Linked DNA regions of Gossypium arboreum: regions 2 and 3 are each linked to region 1. Evidence: chromatin contacts called from public Hi-C data. All regions are on one chromosome and are shown on one strand. Each heading gives the region's core, a stretch centred on a gene start, on an enhancer-like site or on the middle of the called end of the contact. The rest is flanking DNA. Distances are from core to core; before and after follow the strand shown.

Evidence for each region. Hi-C and Micro-C count contacts between places; a contact is called where the count stands out from the background.
Region 2: a Hi-C map of leaf shows a contact between it and region 1, with 2.1 times the contacts expected there. The contact joins the promoter of LOC108467758 here to the promoter of LOC108467620 in region 1. A contact is called at or near these places in 2 of 5 Hi-C or Micro-C datasets (both in leaf).
Region 3: a Hi-C map of leaf shows a contact between it and region 1, with 2.9 times the contacts expected there. The contact joins the promoter of LOC108469059 here to the promoter of LOC108467620 in region 1. A contact is called at or near these places in 2 of 5 Hi-C or Micro-C datasets (both in leaf).

What each region holds. Positions count from the first base shown.
Region 1 is chr8:10,511,655-10,515,760 of ASM2569848v2, forward strand. It overlaps LOC108467620 (phospholipase D gamma 1-like), which reads right to left and starts at 1,779. Exons shown (of 10, transcript XM_017768330.2): 1 at 273-1,779; 2 at 39-152. The coding sequence starts at 1,235.
Region 2 is chr8:10,340,332-10,344,437 of ASM2569848v2, forward strand. It overlaps LOC108467758 (protein HOTHEAD-like), which reads left to right and starts at 2,037. Exons shown (of 6, transcript XM_017768512.2): 1 at 2,037-2,187; 2 at 2,305-2,406. The coding sequence starts at 2,322. It overlaps LOC108470020 (DNA-directed RNA polymerase IV subunit 1-like), which reads left to right. Exons shown (of 19, transcript XM_017771199.2): 17 at 359-624; 18 at 791-902; 19 at 1,005-1,564. The coding sequence ends at 1,175.
Region 3 is chr8:10,659,402-10,663,507 of ASM2569848v2, forward strand. It overlaps LOC108469059, which reads right to left and starts at 2,242. Exons shown (of 1, transcript XM_053018239.1): 1 at 1-2,242. The coding sequence starts at 1,957. The coding sequence ends at 1,067.

The DNA.
Region 1 (4,106 bases), core at 529-3,028:
GGATCATACACATATTTCTAGTAACTAATTATACCAACCTGCTTTTTTGCCCAGCTTCCTTTTCCAGCAGTTCGAGGGCAGAGTAACACTTGCACTGAAGAGTGCTTGAAAAAACGGCGGGTCTCTTCATCATTTGTATTCATGATTCCTTCCTGCAAATTCTAAAGACCAGTCAGTATATTCAAGCCTAAAAATTATAAATTCCTACTTGAAGATTGATTCTTAAGACATAGAAAACAACATAACATAAAAGGGTTTGTTTAGTTGTTCACCGTTTTATATCCTAAAATGCTCCTGGAAGTAGGATCATCCCATACAAGGAGCAACACCCGCACACCTTCCTGGGATTTAATTTTGAGAAGATCTCCCAATGTGGTTTTTGATGCCTTATCAGTTTCACGAACAAGTCTAACATTATGATACACAGACCACCCTGCAATGTATATCAAACGACGAGCCTGACCTATAGCATTACAAATGTCCTGCCAGCAGGTCCCATGCTCGTATTGAACATTGCCATCAATCTTCAAATTGGGAAGGAAACCATCGTGGATATGAGCATCTTGATATAGAGTAAGTTTGCAACCTTGTCTAAGAGGGAAGTATGTACCAGGGACCCCATGATACTCAGGACCTGAACCTAATCCCTTATGGTAAATCGCCACTTGCTGGATTGGAATGTACTGAATTGATAAAGTCAAAACAGCACCAGCCTTACAAGGCTTCCCATTGGCACTAAGGATAGGGAATGTTCCTTCAACTTTTGTGCCTGAGAATAGCTGTTCAATCGGAATACCAACAGCTCCCATGATCTGTGAGCCTACCACATCACTGTCTTTAACAGCAAAGAGGATTTCAGAGGCATAATGTGAAACAGGAACGTTAAAATGTTGCATCCAAACAGGGTTCTCGGAATTACTAATAACAAAAGTCCTCCCAATTACAGCACCAGCTACGGAAATTGTAACATAAGGATCACTGGTTATCTTAGGCATATGGCTTTCCACTTTGTTGCCAACCTTCAAGCTAAACTTTCCAAACACATCACCTAACTTCTTGTGGAACATATCCATGTTAGGAAGGTTTTTAGCTTCCTTGACCCAAATATCTAAGTTGCCATGTAAGAGCAAAACTTTCAAGGACTCTTTACCGGTCTTAAATGGCAGAATTTGTTGGCCCTGACCATGGCTCGACCCTCCGAAGGACAGAGTTTCGTGGAAAACTGTATTAGCCATTAACTGAATGAATATTAATGAAATCTGACCAATATCCAAAACTGGTACTCCAATAAATCTATGGCAGCTGTTTAGAAATGATCAAAAAAAGTGATCTTTATTGGATTGAACAAACTGGATGTAAATGAAAAACAAACTCTGGGTTTTCAAGGAGATTTGAGGGTATATAATATGAAAGAGAAAGACAAGAATTTGAAATGGTAAAAGAAAGTGGGAGGCATAGATATGCTTTGAATAGGCAGGATATGGTTGATAAGTACGACAATATAATAAACAATAAAGAAATTGAACGGCATTATTGATTTGAGTTGAACGAAAATGAAGAAAATCTAGAACTACCCAAAAAAAAATTAGTCTAAAGGGATCCCATTAGTATTTTCCTGGAAAAGAATATTTAAGAAGGCCAGGGGAAAAACATATTTTACAAAGACTAGAGAGATGAGAGATGGAGATTCCATTACATGTAAAGTTGCTATCAGGGCAAGAGCCAATGAAATAAGAGAGACAAATGTTAAGGTAAACGATTTTTTTGCTTAGAAAGTTCCATTTCGTGTCTGGCTGACTTCCATTAATTACTTGTAGTAGTTTCTTATTCACATTGTGGGGTCGGGTGGGTTTAAATACTCAACACGATGCCGGTCTTTCGTCAACCTTGAACATCGGCAGCCACGACAAGCGACAACGACATTTGTTTCTTTATTACAAAATATTGAAGTGGAAAAGATAGAAAGGATACCCCATCCAGTATCAGCCTAACGCCCTAACCCATTAATGGTAATGGTAGGGGTTTGGTTTTGTATAAAAAAAAAAGGAAACAATAATCGAAGCCGCCGCCACCCAATAATTCGTGATTGCAAGGCGGAGTCGATGTCATGACTAATCATCATGAAGCATATAAAAAAGAAAGAACATGTCAAAACTGTTCAACTAGAAAAAAGAATCATCTTTTAAACTTAAAACACATTAAAAATAAGTTCTTTTTTATTCTTCTTCTTATAAATAAATCTAAGTTGCATATGGCAAAGTAAGATTCAATCGTGGATTTGTAGCAGGGGCGAAACTGGGGGTGGGGACTTTGGCCCCCTAAAATTATAAAAATTTAATTTAATTTTTTAAAAATTATAAATATATAGACTATAAAAAATTAAAATTTCTTTCGGCCCCTAAAAATTTTTTTCTGGCTTCGTCCCTGATTTGTAGATGTTATCATCCAAAGTTAATTATTACGTAACGATCGGGTTCAAGGCTCACAGTGATATGCAATTACAATTTTCTTTCAATCTCAAAAAAGGATGTATGAGATCATCCACTCTTGCATTTTGCCTTTTTTTTTAGGTGGGTCTTTGGGCTATGAAAAGACCAAACGGACCCCATGATCATCTACTAGTCAAGCAGCCAGCCCACTACGACTTTACACAAAAAGGAAGTGGCCCAGATGGACTACTATATGAAGAACTGTTTACTGAACAAATTATATTGGTGGACTCATTGGCAGCCTGTATGTCGAACTTGGACTTTCTGCACCACTTCTTCCATAAAATGTTTACCCTTTTTCTCACATAAAGAGCACAGCAGTCCGATTTCAGTCACTCGGGTCGCTTGGTCCGAGTTAATACAGGAATGCAATATCCTTTCATCTTCAATTATCTTTAATGTTTCTTCTCTCTCATGCATTTCCCATGCAAATCCCCACAAATCCAACTCTTTCTCACCTTTATCATTCCACCTTTATTTTCCCTGCCGACAATTGCTAACATGAACACTTCTACTTTCCTTCTGGCAATGAACGGGTGAACATCGATCAGCCTAGCAAGAGAATGAACCCTTTGTCTCTCGTGACTAACATTTTAATTTCCCATGGTAAGATTTTATTTTTCTTGAATTGAATATTTTAATTTCATGTGATATATAAAATTTGTTAATTATTATAGTGGTTAAATTAAAAGGTTTTGTATATGTCTATTAAGTTATATATATAATTATCAATATTCATATAATTAATTAAATGTTTAAAATAGAAAAATAGATAAATTAACTTTCACTACATTAGAATTTTAAAGTTTACTTAAAGATAAATTATTTATTCATTAAATAACAAAATTATATTGACAAATTAATTTTTTTGTTGTTGGATATATCTAAAGACAACGTTTATTTTGATAAAATTATTTATTTGTGCATTTAAGATTAGCAGCATTTATTTATGATAGCATATATTGTAATATCTACCCAAATAAGAATTAGGATATACTTGATTGTTTATTTTTCCAAATTTATAAAGTAAATTCAATATTTTGAGAAATTATATATTATTTTATATTTATGTATTATTTTATAGCTATTTATCCTCACTTGCATGTCTTATTGTCACCTTAATTAATGGGTTAAACTTCTTTCAAAGAATAGATCAAGTTAAGTTTCATTTAGGTGTTTTAAATCTTGACTTTGTCACTAATAGAAGATAAACTTGTTGTTGTCGTTGTTGTCAACTTAAACAGTAAGGAAGAGAAATTGTACCATAAACAATGAGAACGATCAAACAGATTGTGTCTTATGCTTTTGCAAATGACTATTGTCAACAACATTAAGATTACAATTTCACAAACAGAAAGTGTGAAAGAAAATATTATACATTTGTGGAAGAACGTTTTGATTCTACAGACAAGTCACTTGTTGGTATTTTAATGTCACAACTCACAATCATTAAGTTTGATGGTTTAAGGGTGGGTCTAGATGGGTGGTGCGGTGCGTTTAGCTTACTTTTTATCTCACATTACAGTATCGCTACAATATCTAATTTCACCGCCACCGCTATTTTTACACTAACCATAGGTAAATGCACTGCCCATCCAAACCCACCCTAAGAAGAAT
Region 2 (4,106 bases), core at 787-3,286, 170 kb before region 1:
ATTTCTGAGTCAAAGAGTTCAATTTCGTATCTCAAGGTTAGGACTATCCTGTGCATGAGGTACATTTTGATGCTTATAGTACAGATCCACTTGTTCTCCATCTGGTCAAGGTATAAAAATGATCTACGCTACTTTCTTAGCTGTATTTGAGATGGAGCTGTATATAAGTTTAATAGTGCTTCAAATTAATCAAGATTTACATTTTTTTTTAATCATTGTTATTTTATACTCTTGAGGTTTAGATCCGAATTCCTTAGTAGTCTACTGGTTCTTCCTTTAGTTTCCTTCTTAAAAAAAAAGAAGAGATTTTTGGCTAGTAACGGTCATTATATCCATCCATCCCATTACTATTTTTCAGGATGAAGAGCTTGCAGAACCGGTTGATGTGTATAAGCTGCTAGGAGATTCTATTAATTCCAAGAAGCAGGATATAGAGTTTGAAATACCTAAAGTTTTTAACTCTACATCTGAGAAACATAGTTCTTCATTCAAGGGAGCTCTTCGTGACTCTGTCTTTGATGAGTGGAAGAAGATTGAAACGAAAACAAGGTCACTCTTGAGAGGACGTCTAACCTTGAATGACGTTCAGAGGCTTGAGCGTAATTTAAAGAATATTTTGCGCAAGTAAGCTTTCCTCCAATTGTTGGTTATGTTCTATGTTTATAGTGCTCAAGTTTTTCCTCCATTGTTGGTATTGTACATGGGCTTTGGTGCCCTTATATTCTAATAGCTTTTGATATCTGTCCCAAATTCCTAATATTCTCTGAACTCACGGTTGTGCCGACTGCAGATATCCTATTGATCACCGGGTAAGTGAAGCTGACTGGGATACCTTGATGATGGCCTTGTACTTTCACCCTCATAGGGTTGAGAAGATCGGATCTGGAGCTAAGGAAATAAAGGTACGTGATACTGGAAAAATAGGAAAAAGAAAGCAAAAAATGAGACAATGAAAAAAAGGAAACAAAAGTTGTTCTAATGCTTCATTTCCATATCTTTTGCAGGTAGGGCATCATCCCGATCATGCAGACAGTCGTTGTTTCTTTTTGGTTAGAACAGATGAGACAACTGTAGATTTCTCATATCGGAAATGTGTTGTCGGTGCACTCGAGATCATTGCACCTCGTAGGGCACAATCCTACAAGTCAAAATGGTTACAACATGGTAGTTTGTAAACCAAACTCCACAAGCGCTCACTTGTGCATGTAAATATAGCAAGATCCATACCTTCCTAAAACTGTACATTTCTACAGAGACTACTGAGCACAAGAGGAGTAGTTTGAACAGTATTTCATATCCTTTTGTTGACTTTTTTTTTCTTTTCTTTTCTTTTTTTTTTTTTAATTTTTAAAAGTGTATTTCCCAGCCTAATAGAATAGGGTCGCCGCTTTCCTCAGCTTCTTTTTGCTCCTTCTACTGGAACTTGTTTGCCTTTCTTTTTAACATGAGACAGAAAAGATCCAGTGGAAGCAGCAACGAAAAGCTTGTAAAGTTCGACCCCATTTCGTTTTGTATTTTCCATAACTACATGTGATAGTGTTATTAAGTAACCTGTTTCAGCTAATCTCATTATTTTCTTTAGTTTAGACGCTTGAATCTTACATTATTTTCTTAAAGATTTACATAATCATAGTCCCATTATGTTTATGGGACAGGATGCTTATCTAATATTTGCCTGTGTACATGCAAAAGCCTAGTTATCTGTTACTTAATATACTGAAGTGTGTTATTAACATAAATGAAATTTGACCCATTATGTGGCATCACATTAATTAAATATACAACTTAAGATATTATTTTACCATATTACACCTCATCTCTCCCAGCAGCTTTTAATTTAAAAACGTAAAAAATAATTATTTAAAAAGAGCAGAAGAAGAAAGCAAGTAATAGCGCTAATACAAGTAAAAAAGGAAAAAGTGTGGAATTAGTTTTCTAAACTTAACTACTTTTTGTGGGGCTAAAACCTCTGGAACATGGAGATATGAAGGTGTAAGCTAATATTAGGTGCATTAAACCAGGCTCAACTGCCCCCTCTGCCCCCACTTGTCGGTTTGTTTGCAATGTCAATCAGCACTATATATTAGCAAAAAATGCAGGTAGGCGAGGCCACAGTATTTATTTACATTTGGAGGAGTATCCCTACCTACACTTGAGTTTCATTTCCTAGCCTTCTCTTTTTCTCAGGTATATATATAAACAGATGACAAAACCAGGTTTGGGTTTTGTTGGTATACATTGAGCGCTACCCTCATCAGTTCATATATACATATATGATATAAAGTGTTGCCTTGCCTATTGCAGTTTGTGGTATAGGGACAATGAATCTTGGGTGGTGGTGGAGGCTTTTTGCAGGTGCCTTAGCTGGATTTCTCTTCTTTCATGGCTTTGCTGCCACCGAAACAGGTGTTGCTTCAAATTTTCATATATTTCTTTTGCCTTATATAGATAATAGACATATATATTGTAATAACCATATTAGAAGGTTTTTTTTTTTTTTTTTTAGTTTGGTCGATCCATAAACACAGATTAAGAGGAATCAAAATACTCTTTGAAGAAAAAATTAAAATCTGTTGTTAATGAATGCTCTAAAGAATAAAGATACAGTTCTGATTTAGATTTTCATTTCATGGATGTCTATCGCAATTCATTAAACATTCATTATATCCATAATTATAATCAACATGATATAGGATGAATTCTTTACTTTTAAGACTAATATAATACTATGTAATGCATTTTTAATGCATAAACATACGCCAACTTAAGTATCGACCAGTACAGTTAATACAAAGGAAGCAGTTAAATTTTTATTATTATTATTTTTTATTTAGAAAATTCGTCAGATAACTTTGTTTTTAAATATATCATATATATATATATATATATATATATATATCTGTATGCAGTACTTATTTTCATCAATTTTCTATGTATTAATCACAATTTTGTATTTTCATATATCAGTTTGATTAACATAGACATTTATAATTTCATTCGTTGTTGTACTATGCGTAAGTTGTGAATATAGTTCACGATATTAATTTGAATATTTTATTCTTATACTTTTTAAATTTTAAAATTTTAATTGTAACCTCAAACGATAACAGTTAAATTCTATTATTTTTAAAATCTTATGTGTTAAACATATTTTTATATGTGCAATATCAACCAGAGATTGAATCTTAATATACCTTAAAACAATACATTTTATTGTTTTTGTATAATGTTCACAAAAATCAGTCATTTTAATTTATGGATTCAACAACTATAACTTGAGTTAAGGTTAAAATTTCAAAATAAGAAAAATATAGAAAATAAAACCCTAAGATACTTATCTATTTGATCTAATTAATTAATTGTTACTGTTTGATCAAAATTTTAAAAATATGAAAAAGTAAGAAAATTAAATTTGACTAAATTAAAGTACAAAGACTAGTAACAAAATTGGACTTTTAGATTGTAAACTTCAACAATTAGTCCTTTTTTCCCAAAGTACTTATTGGGTATAATGATTTTTTTGGCCCTTCAATTTTACAAAAAAAGTCATTTTAGCCTTCCATTTAATTATTCGTCTCTTTTAGTCATTAAACTTATTTTTTGTCAAATCACTCCAAATTGAATACAAAATGTTAACTTTATTGACATGGTATGTCACATTAGCAATTAATTATTTTTAAAATTATAAATTATAAAAATAATTTTTAAAATTTTAAAATTTTAAAATATTTTATATTTTTTCAAAAACTTTAAAAAATAATTAATTGTTTAAATTGTATATATGTAGGTATGCTACGTTAACAAAGTTAACAAATATTAATTTTTCCATTTATTATGAAGTGATTTGATAAAAATAAAAATTTTAAATTTTTTTTAAAAAGAAAAATAATTTTATTTATTTATAAAATGTGAGTGCCAAAAAGCGATTATGCCCAGAGGTATTTGTCATGGACCCCTTTCATTTATTGTAATCTAAAATAAAACTTTTTGGGAAATTAATGCCGCCCATATGGTTGCGCGACTAAAGTATCTGCTTTGTAGCAATCCATAGAACATATATTTTAAATAAATTCAAGAAATTAGATGATAAAATATTTTTGTTTTTA
Region 3 (4,106 bases), core at 992-3,491, 150 kb after region 1:
TCCATAGCCAAAAAAGTATAAACATACTGCATACGAAATTCTAACTCAATTAATTTATTTTTTTTCAACGGATTTAGGTTTATATACAATTTGTTTTATCCAGAATTTGCATTCTTTGTAACAATGGAAGATTTAGGCCATAATATAAGAAAAAGAAATGAAGGTTAATTATAACATCCATGAATTAAAGGTCCCACTTTTGGCTGGCATAGCCGAGACCTATTTTCTATCTTAACTGAGGGAAATAATTGTTTTTCCTTTTCAATTGCACGAGAATACTTTTTTTTTTAATTCATATATTAGTCTGTTACATTAGAAGCTGAAAATCTCTTGTTATATAATATGGAAGCCAACGAATTGTGGTCCATAGTCATACACCCTAAGTCTTAAATTTCAAGGGTTTTTGGCTGATAATTATGTTTTGACTTTTGATACACAAAGGAGAAAAAGGATTTGCAAAGCATGTAGTCTTTGCGTTCAAACTTTGCCACACCTATCAATCAAAGAGTCTCCTCTCAGCCAATAACTTACCTTCTTAAAAAAAAAGAAAGAAGCAGTATCCAATGTTTTACATGCAAACTTTTTTCATGTTTTGTTGATCTGATCTCAAGCATGTTGATGGGAGTGGGGATGGATGACGGGTTAATGGGGCACTTTGGGTTTCTTTTGACCTTTTATTGTCAGTGAAAGTTACAAGCATTTTCAGAAAATACTTAAAGCTCATGGTCATGGCTTTTTGACTAATGTATTGTATTGTACACCAAAAAGAAAAGAAAAACCCTTCCCCTTTATGCTATTTGAAATCCGAAATTTCAAATAAACAAGATATAGAATGCTGAATCCCTTAGTAAGAGATGTAAGAAAAAGAACATATCCTGGACAGGGTTGTCATTTTCCTAGACACTGACTGAATAATGAAGTGAACCAACATATCCTTTGAAAAACAGAGTTGTTCTGTTTCTGGATATTGAACATAAGAATATTTGGTTGGATTTTGTTTTTCTATTTCAGGTACAAATAGAGCTAACCTTTCCAAAAGAATGATCGTACATACTCAAAGATCATGTTAGATTGTAGGTGTTGTTCGAGCCCTTATATGTCCAACCATGGAAACTTGAAGAGCTTCCTCTTCATACGCTCTTCTCACCAATTCCTCCATTCTTGCTTTCTTCTTCACTTTAACAAACATTGCCACTAAAAGCAACCCTAAGAGGAAAGCACCCAAAGCAGCTCCCACCGAGCTTCCCACCACCAGTTTCCATCTGCTGATCTTCTTCCTCACTGGCAACGATGGTGGTGGTGATTCCATTACCAAACCGAAATGGCCATGCTTGGTTGCAACACAAACATTGGGTGATACTTGCTTCTTCAATGTTACTTTGCCATTTCCTTCAAAACTAGCGCATAATGGCCAGTTTCCTGTCTTGTTGGATGCCTTTGTAATGTTGCTGAAATTTATTTTAATTGGTTTTTCCCTGGCTAGAATCCCAAGCTCAAAAGGGCTACCATAACTCAGATCACTGTCAGCATTATAAGCGAGGAGGCCTAGTATAGGTGACACCAGCTGGTAACCTGATAGATCATAGTTAGCATAATAGATGGATGACCAATTATAACCCAAGTTTTGTCTTACTACCATCACTCTCTCTGCACAAGGCTGCACAATCACACCACTTCCCAGATGAAATTCCTTAACCTGAGCACCATATCTGTGAAGACTTCCACATCTGAACCTTACTGTATCCACTTTGATGCCAGAGAAATTTGCAGGTAAAGTTACAGTGTGAACAATACCTGTTCTCAAGTCCCTGTCAAGAGACTTCACAGTGTAGTCCCTAATGAGAAGATCAAGAAGGCGAGCAGATTTAATCCCTTCAGCTTCAGCTTCAGCTTTCATTGAGAGCAATGATGCCCATGAAAATATTATGAATATGAAAGAGAAAAGATCGACGCCCATGAGAGGGATCTTAGGATCTCTTCTAGATGTGACAAGTTCTGATGTTGCAAAGAGGAAATGTTTGTAGTGTTTTGGGAAGTTTATAGATGATAAAGGCTTTGAATTGAAGGGAAAAGAAAGTTGTTGTTTGTTTGCTTTTTTGCAATATAGGGGTGTCCAAGGTAGAATCTAAGTGACATAGCTGTAACATTGCAGCATTGACTCTTGTAGATGATGTGGGGGCATGGGATTTTCCCTTGTTGTTTGCTATCAACCCATATACGATCCACAGAGAAAATTACTGAATATTATATGATTTTAGTAGGGTTTTTGAGTTTATAACAAGCAACAGCCACCGCTACGTAATTTGCTTTTAGACTGGCGACATAGTGATTTTGGAATATACATTAATAAATTTGCCTTTTTGGGTTTGTGGCATGGGAAGAAAACTTTTGACGAGATTGGGAGAAATGATTTGGGGGGTGGGTTGATGATGATGACCCCTCATATCAAAAAAGCAATTTGTAAAAGGAAAAGGTGGCGTGCTGTGTGATTGAAATGAGGGTATATTTCCTTCTTTAGGGGGCTTACTACTCATGTTGTGTTTTTAACATGTTTCCCACTCTTAATAAATTTGTGGGTCTCATGCTAGCTATCCATATGACATCCCATTCCATTTCTTTTTACCTCTCTCATTAGGTGCACAAGCACACATGGTGTCATGCTTGGTTAATCTAGGTTTATAGCTCAGGCCGAAGACATGAATTACAATAGCAAGGTTTTTTACTAAAATAAATTAAAAAAAAAATTATTTACCAAAATAAGTTGTCAGCCCGATTATTTATTAAAATAGGGTGTTTTTTTCATTCGCACCTATCGGACAGGCGCGAATGATTATTTTATATTAAAAAAATATTTTTTTTGTTTTTTAAATAAAATATTATTTTTTATTTTCGGAACAGTAATCGAGCCTATTTAAGAATGATGGGGCCCACATTTTCATGTGTTATTAAAATACATATTTTATCCGGATGAAGTATGTAATAGCAGATTCACTAATATGATTATATATATATATATATATATATATATTTTTACGCATGTATCACATTATAAAATAAAAATTTAAATACTTCTACGTAATAAAACATGTATTTCATTATAATAATAGTTATTTTCCAAATAACATATTGTTTTATAATTTTATTTCTTATTTAATATTTTAATTTAATTTTAATAATGCATACTTTACGGATGAAGTATGTATTAGCAGATTCACTAATATGATATTATATATATATATATATATATATATATATATATATTACATATGTATCACATTACAAAATAAAATTTAAATACTTATACCTAATAAAACCAGTATTAAAAGCAACTTTATAATATTACCAACTTTCATCGACTATATAATCCACAAGTTTGCCTTAAATGTTAATGTCCACATATTTCATGTGTTATTAAAATGCATACTTTATCCAGATGAAGCATGTATTAGCAAATTGGTAATATTTAAGGCAAACTTGTGGATTATATAGTCGATGAAAGTTGGTAATATTATAAAGTTATTTTAATACTCGGTTTTATTAGGTATAAGTATTTAAAATTTTGTCTTTGTAATGTGATACATGCGTGTGTATATATATATATATATATATATATATAATCATATTAGTGAATCTGCTAATACATACTTCATCCGGTAAAGTAGGCATTATTAAAATTAAATTAAAATATTAAATAAGAAATAAAACTATAAAACAATATGTTATTTGAAAATGACTATTATTGTAATGAGATACATGCGTATATATATATTATATATATATACATAATCATATTAGTGAATCTGCTAATATATACTTCATCCGTAAAGTATGCATTATTAAAATTAAATTAAAATATTAAATAAGAAATGAAATTATAAAATAATATGTTATTTGGAAAATAAATATTATTGTAATGAGATACACGTTTTATTAGGTATAAGTATTTAAATTTTTGTTTTTGTAATGTGATATATGTGTAAATATATATATATATATATATATATATATATATATATATATATCATATTAGTGAATCTGCTAATACATACTTTATCCGGATAAAATATGCATTTTAATAACACATGAAAAATGTGGGCCCCACCATT